Regions from separate parts of the Gossypium hirsutum genome. Here region 1 is linked to region 2. A link is a contact called in public Hi-C data. All regions are on one chromosome and are shown on one strand. Each heading gives the region's core, a stretch centred on a gene start, on an enhancer-like site or on the middle of the called end of the contact. The rest is flanking DNA. Distances are from core to core; before and after follow the strand shown. Region 1 holds the start of LOC107891736 (ethylene-responsive transcription factor ERN1). Region 2 holds the start of LOC107957212 (nucleolar protein 58-like).

Region 1 (2,700 bases), core at 67-2,566, 190 kb after region 2:
CATCCTAGTTATGGTGTCATTGATGAGGAAAGCTTCTGATTCCTGTATTCTTAGCCTTCTACAAATTTAAAAAAACAAAAAATCAATTATGGATTTTATATAATAGAAGGTAAAAGAAAAGTAGAAAGTGGTGAGGGTTTTGTTGGTGAGTAATGTTTTCACCTATTTATTTATTGTTTTGATAGCATGTTCTATAATTTTTTTGGCACTGTTTTGGCCAATGCGTATGGTGGTTGAAGGTTGAATATAGCAAAATTTTGGTATAGGAAGTGCATAATAATAATACAAGGGACTTGTAATTGGTCCGTTTCTTTCTCTCAAATTGTTAATGATGGTTTTAGTATCATTTTCATCATCAAGCAAACATCAAACGCATTCCTTTAGATTTAAGATTTTCTACAACATTGAATAAACATGCTGCAATTTAACAGTGATCTTTTTGTGACACCTACTAATTCAATGCATCGAGAAAATCTAAAACCGGACTTTCATAGGAGAAACACGCAAAACTAAAATGAACAGCAACAAAAGCAAGAATTTAATGAGGGTTTACAATTCCTGGAGGGAAACAAATTACTTGACACAAGAAAATTACATTCAGGTCGACATTAGGGATCAATTAGAAGGGCTTCTGGAGAGAGTTGAAATTTAACTGACATCCAATCCTATAAGGAAGGTTGGAGAGCTAACCATGATGAATCAGTACTGTAGCACTGTGTTACCTTGCATGATATACCTTTCAAGGCCACTTTAATTATTAGGGTTGTTTGGATTTCTCATGGAAATAAGACAAGGTCTTATATATGTATATACGTATATTTTTATTGTCGATGACATCCGAAGATGGCTTGTTACCTTTTGCTTGCATAAGATCAAAAAATCTGTTGATAGTTTTGTCTGTTATGAGGTAATGGTGAGTAATTTAAAGAGTAGGTGCAATTGTCTGAGTCAAGTAAGCAATAGGTTTTTGAAGCATACTTTTTTGTGTTCATCTGAGATTCCAGGGGATTATCTCTAGTCCCTCCAAGTGGCAAGCTTTGAGGCTCTCTTGAAATTTGTTTTTTTAAATTTGTCTTAAATTTTGACTTGGTTAAAAGGGTGAGACTCTTGGGAGAGAATGGGGACAACTAGACAAGGACTAACCAACCTCCTTGCCCTTGCCCTAAGTTTGAGGTTTGTCTTAAAAATATATATATTGTTCTTGGGTTGAAAAATTACATTCTTGTCCTTGAAAAGGTAGATTTTGTCTTGAAATGAACATAAATAATTTGGATGAATCCATCACAGACAATTTTGCCAACTCTTCCAAGAATTTTTTTATTGGCCCCTTTTTATAATGCTTTAAAAAATCACAAGTTGGAGAAGGGGCACATAAGACATTGCAGTGAAAGTCAAAAGCAAGCATAAGTACCTGAAATAAGACAAACACAAGAAAACACACACAAAGAATCTTGGGTGGTTAGCTAAATCGCTTATAGAAAACTCAGACCTCCTTTTAAGCATATAAATCCCCCATTATTCATTGACAATCGACCAAGTAGTAGGATACACCTTCTGTTCTTCTTCACCATTGATACCTTTTAAACCCCCCCCCCCTCAATTCTATTCCGATGGAAATCCAGTTCCAACAACAAAAATCAGTTATTCCTGTTAGCAAGGGGAGCAAATTCAAGGGAAGAAATAAAAAGATCAATAAGGTTAACAAGTTTGTTGGTGTAAGACAAAGACCTTCTGGTAAATGGGTAGCTGAGATCAAAGACACAACCAAAAATATCAGGATGTGGCTTGGCACCTTTGACACTGCTGAAGATGCTGCTAAAGCTTATGATGAAGCTGCTTGCCTTCTCCGTGGTTCCAATACTCGCACCAACTTTGTTACTCACGTCTCCTTCGATTCTCCTCTTGCTTCTCGGATTCGTAATCTTCTTAACACCAAAAAAGAAGCTAAACAACAAACTGTTCTAGCCTCAGCCCCCACAAGTTTTAGCCTCAGCCCCAGCCCCAGCTGTAGTATTACTACTAGCAGCGGTAGTTGTAATAGCGGCGGAGGCCTAAGCAATGAGAATTCTTCTCCTGTTGAAATGGTTCAAGATACTCAGCTGTTTGATGATGCATATAAACCTGATATGAGCAATTGCACAAGGGAATTAGAGTGTGCATCTTCTCAATCAGATTTTTCTTATATCTGTGAAACAGGGTTTAACAGGTTTCTTTATACACAAGAAATCATGAATTTTCCAGAGGAAACTGGTTCTGAGTTAACAGAATTCGAGAGGATGAAAGTGGAAAGACAAATATCAGCTTCACTTTATGCAATGAATGGAGTTCAAGAGTGTATAGAAACTGTCAATGAATCTGGTGAAGCCTTGTGGGATCTTCCACCACTATGCTCTTTGTTTTCCTACAAGTTCTGAAACATGATCTTCAATAGGTCTTAGCTTCAATTTATCCTTGTAAAATCAAGAGAGTAGATGATTTAGGTTTCATTGCTTGTTATTGTAGGCCACAAGGACAAAATAACAGCCAGGGACCAGAGATGATCTCCATTTTGTAAAATGTCAACTATTCCTTTGGAAGGTCTTATCCATCTCTCAATATAAAAAAGTCTATGAAATCATGCTGATTTAATGATGATCTTTATATCTTTCATTTTTCTCTATGCCAAATAGGGCTCAGATATTTCAATTAGATTCTCAAGTA
Region 2 (2,700 bases), core at 150-2,649:
GTTCCAATAATTTAGAGTTTAATAGGGCAAACAAGCTTCATGATCAAATTACATAACCTTAAATCATTAATAAAAATATTTATTAAGTTTCAACTGAAAATAGTGTCTCAACCCCCATAGTTGAAGCTAAACTACATGCATATATGTTTGCTTTCTCTTAAGTTTCTTCTTCTTCTTCTTCTTCTTTTCTTTTACCTCTTTGTCTTTCTTTTTCTCTTCTATTTCTTCATCATCCTTTGCCTCATTGTCTTTCTTCCTCTTCACCTTTCAACTTCTTTTCTTTCTTTTTCTCCTTAACCTCCTTGTCTTTCTTCTTTTTCTTCTCATCTTCTTCTATGCCATGCTTCTTTTCTTTATTTTTCTCTTTCTCTTCCTTGTCTTTCTTCTTCTTTTTCTTCTCATCTTTCTCTTCGCCTTCTTCTATGATCCCTTCTTTCTTCATCTCCATTTCCTTATCTTTTTTATTTTTCTTCTCATTGTTCACACCAGCTTCATCATCTTTGTGAATCGTCTCCTTCTTAACTTTTTTCTCTTCTGATGTATTCTTCATCTCTCCAACTTCATTATCCTCGTCTTCTTCTCTATATTTCTCTTTCTTCTTCTTCTTTTCTTTCTCCTTCTTCGATTTGTCCTTATCCTTCTCTTTATGTTTCTCTCCCTTTTCCTCCTTATGCATTAGCTTTTCCTTCTCCATTGATTTGGTCTTTAGCTTCTCTTCCTTCTCATGGCTTGGCTCCATATCCTTTGCCTTTGACTTTGAAATACACTTCTTTCTTCTCCAAACTCGAATGTAAACCTTTCCTATGTTTTATTTTTTATTACAAATTCCCTGAAAGAAATGCTGCATATAAATAAGCAAGTACAGAGTACAATTAAACTTAACTGTGTAAGGAATGGTTGATACATTACAACATGTAACAATATTCAAAATATCTGAAACAAGAAAAACAGTTCCCCAATGCAACCCCAGCACTAAATTACCTTTGACAGACACACAAGACTATCAAGATCTTATATATTCAACATACAATATTCATCAACATGGATGATTATCTCTACATCATTTCACAAGCCAAGAAAAGAAACCCAGATTCATTTTCCCCAGATAAACGATCAAAACAATTGATCACTAAAAATCAAACCCTTCATATTAACAAGCTTTCAGAAAAATGAAATAAAGATCCAAAGGCAACATAATTAAAATGAAATCTAGAGATGTATGTACCTTTGACTTGCTAAGACAGGCAGATGCAAAGGTTTTTTTTAAGACAGAAGTAGAGTTATGTGGGAAATGGGGAAGGTTCAATTGCTTTATATAAAGGGGTAAGTTGGGTATTGAATATTTGATTGAATCAGCCCGCCAATGATCCAAGGTAGTTGAAGGGATGAAAATGTTGAACGTTGAATAAGAGAAAATAATAAGTAAATAAAAAGTTTGAGCCAGAGGATGAAAAACCCCCTTCTAGATCTTGATAAGAAAAATATTACTTTAAAAATACATTATTATATATTATATTTTTACTTAATAGTTTTTATTTGTAAAATAAAAAAATTTCTACTATTAATATACTAAATAGTAAATAATATGTTTTTTAACTCAAAAATAATATAATTTTTTTGCAAAAATATACGTTTAAAAATTCTAACTACGAAAATTATCTGTCAGTATAATTTTAAAAAATTCCAATAAAATCAGTCAAATAATATATAATATATAATATATTTTATAATTTTTTATTTTTATTTTTATTTTTATCAATTTTTAATAATTTATATTGTAATATCAAATTCTAACAAAAAAATATTTATTAATCTAAATAAAAGTCGATAAAGGAAATTGAGTATAGTTATGCGTATTATACTTCAAACAATAAAATGATTTTTTAAATAAAAAGAAAAAAAACCCACACCACTTGGTCATATATTTATAAACATTATCCTTCATATATGTGCAATATTAAATATATTTTATAAATAATGTAATTATAATTATAATAAAGGTTATAAAAATATTAAATAAAATTTATGTTTAAAATGGGTTGAAAAAACAACCTTGTGTAGCTGTAGCCTTTGCTCCAACGTGGCGCCGCCCACAAATGAAGGTAACAAGGACAAATGTGTAAACTAAAAAGAATCATTTTCAGACAAGGAAAGCCAAAGTTTCGAGTTTCCGCGGCCTAAACTCTAAAAGAGAAAGAATGTTCCTCATCTGAAACCGTGTCTAATCAACAATGACCGTTAATCATCCATCAAACCAGGGACCTACAAATTTCAACGCCTATGATTAAATAATTTCCCTACAATTCACCGTACTTGATAATCTGTCTCCACGCTTTTTTGAAGTTTGCTTTTGCCATTCTTCTGAAACGGATCCCCACCTCTTTTGTTTCTCCCTTTTCTCTCTTAAAAATTCACAGGGAAAATAAAAAGGAAAAAAAAAGTTGAAACCTTAAAATTTAAAAAAAGACCTGGTTTTTTTAAATGTAAAAAAAAAAACCAGGTCTTATCAACAATTATAATAGTTATAGTGTTATTATTAATTAAAATTAATAATAATATCGTTTTAGCTTTCTCCATTTTTTGTTTCTTCTCTTTGAAGCTTCGTTTAGTCTTGTTCATCTTTCCACAATGAACAACCTTTTAACGGTAACATTTTGCAACTTTCGAATTGTTTCTACTCATTTATTTGTTTGCCTGTGT

The links. Hi-C and Micro-C count contacts between places; a contact is called where the count stands out from the background.
Region 1: a contact with region 2 is called in a Hi-C map of leaf, with 1.8 times the contacts expected there. The contact joins the promoter of LOC107891736 here to the promoter of LOC107957212 in region 2. A contact is called at or near these places in 14 of 34 Hi-C or Micro-C datasets (anther, callus, hypocotyl and 3 more).

What each region holds. Positions count from the first base shown.
Region 1 is chrA11:95,962,918-95,965,617 of Gossypium_hirsutum_v2.1, forward strand. It overlaps LOC107891736 (ethylene-responsive transcription factor ERN1), which reads left to right and starts at 1,317. Exons shown (of 1, transcript XM_016816619.2): 1 at 1,317-2,700. The coding sequence starts at 1,611. The coding sequence ends at 2,414. LOC107891729 (importin-5) reads left to right here. Exons shown (of 20, transcript XM_016816607.2): 20 at 1-315. The coding sequence ends at 8.
Region 2 is chrA11:95,771,325-95,774,024 of Gossypium_hirsutum_v2.1, forward strand. It overlaps LOC107957212 (nucleolar protein 58-like), which reads right to left and starts at 1,400. Exons shown (of 2, transcript XM_041081741.1): 1 at 1,226-1,400; 2 at 59-829. The coding sequence starts at 739. The coding sequence ends at 242. LOC107891693 (syntaxin-132) reads left to right here and starts at 2,341. Exons shown (of 13, transcript XM_016816561.2): 1 at 2,341-2,646. The coding sequence starts at 2,629.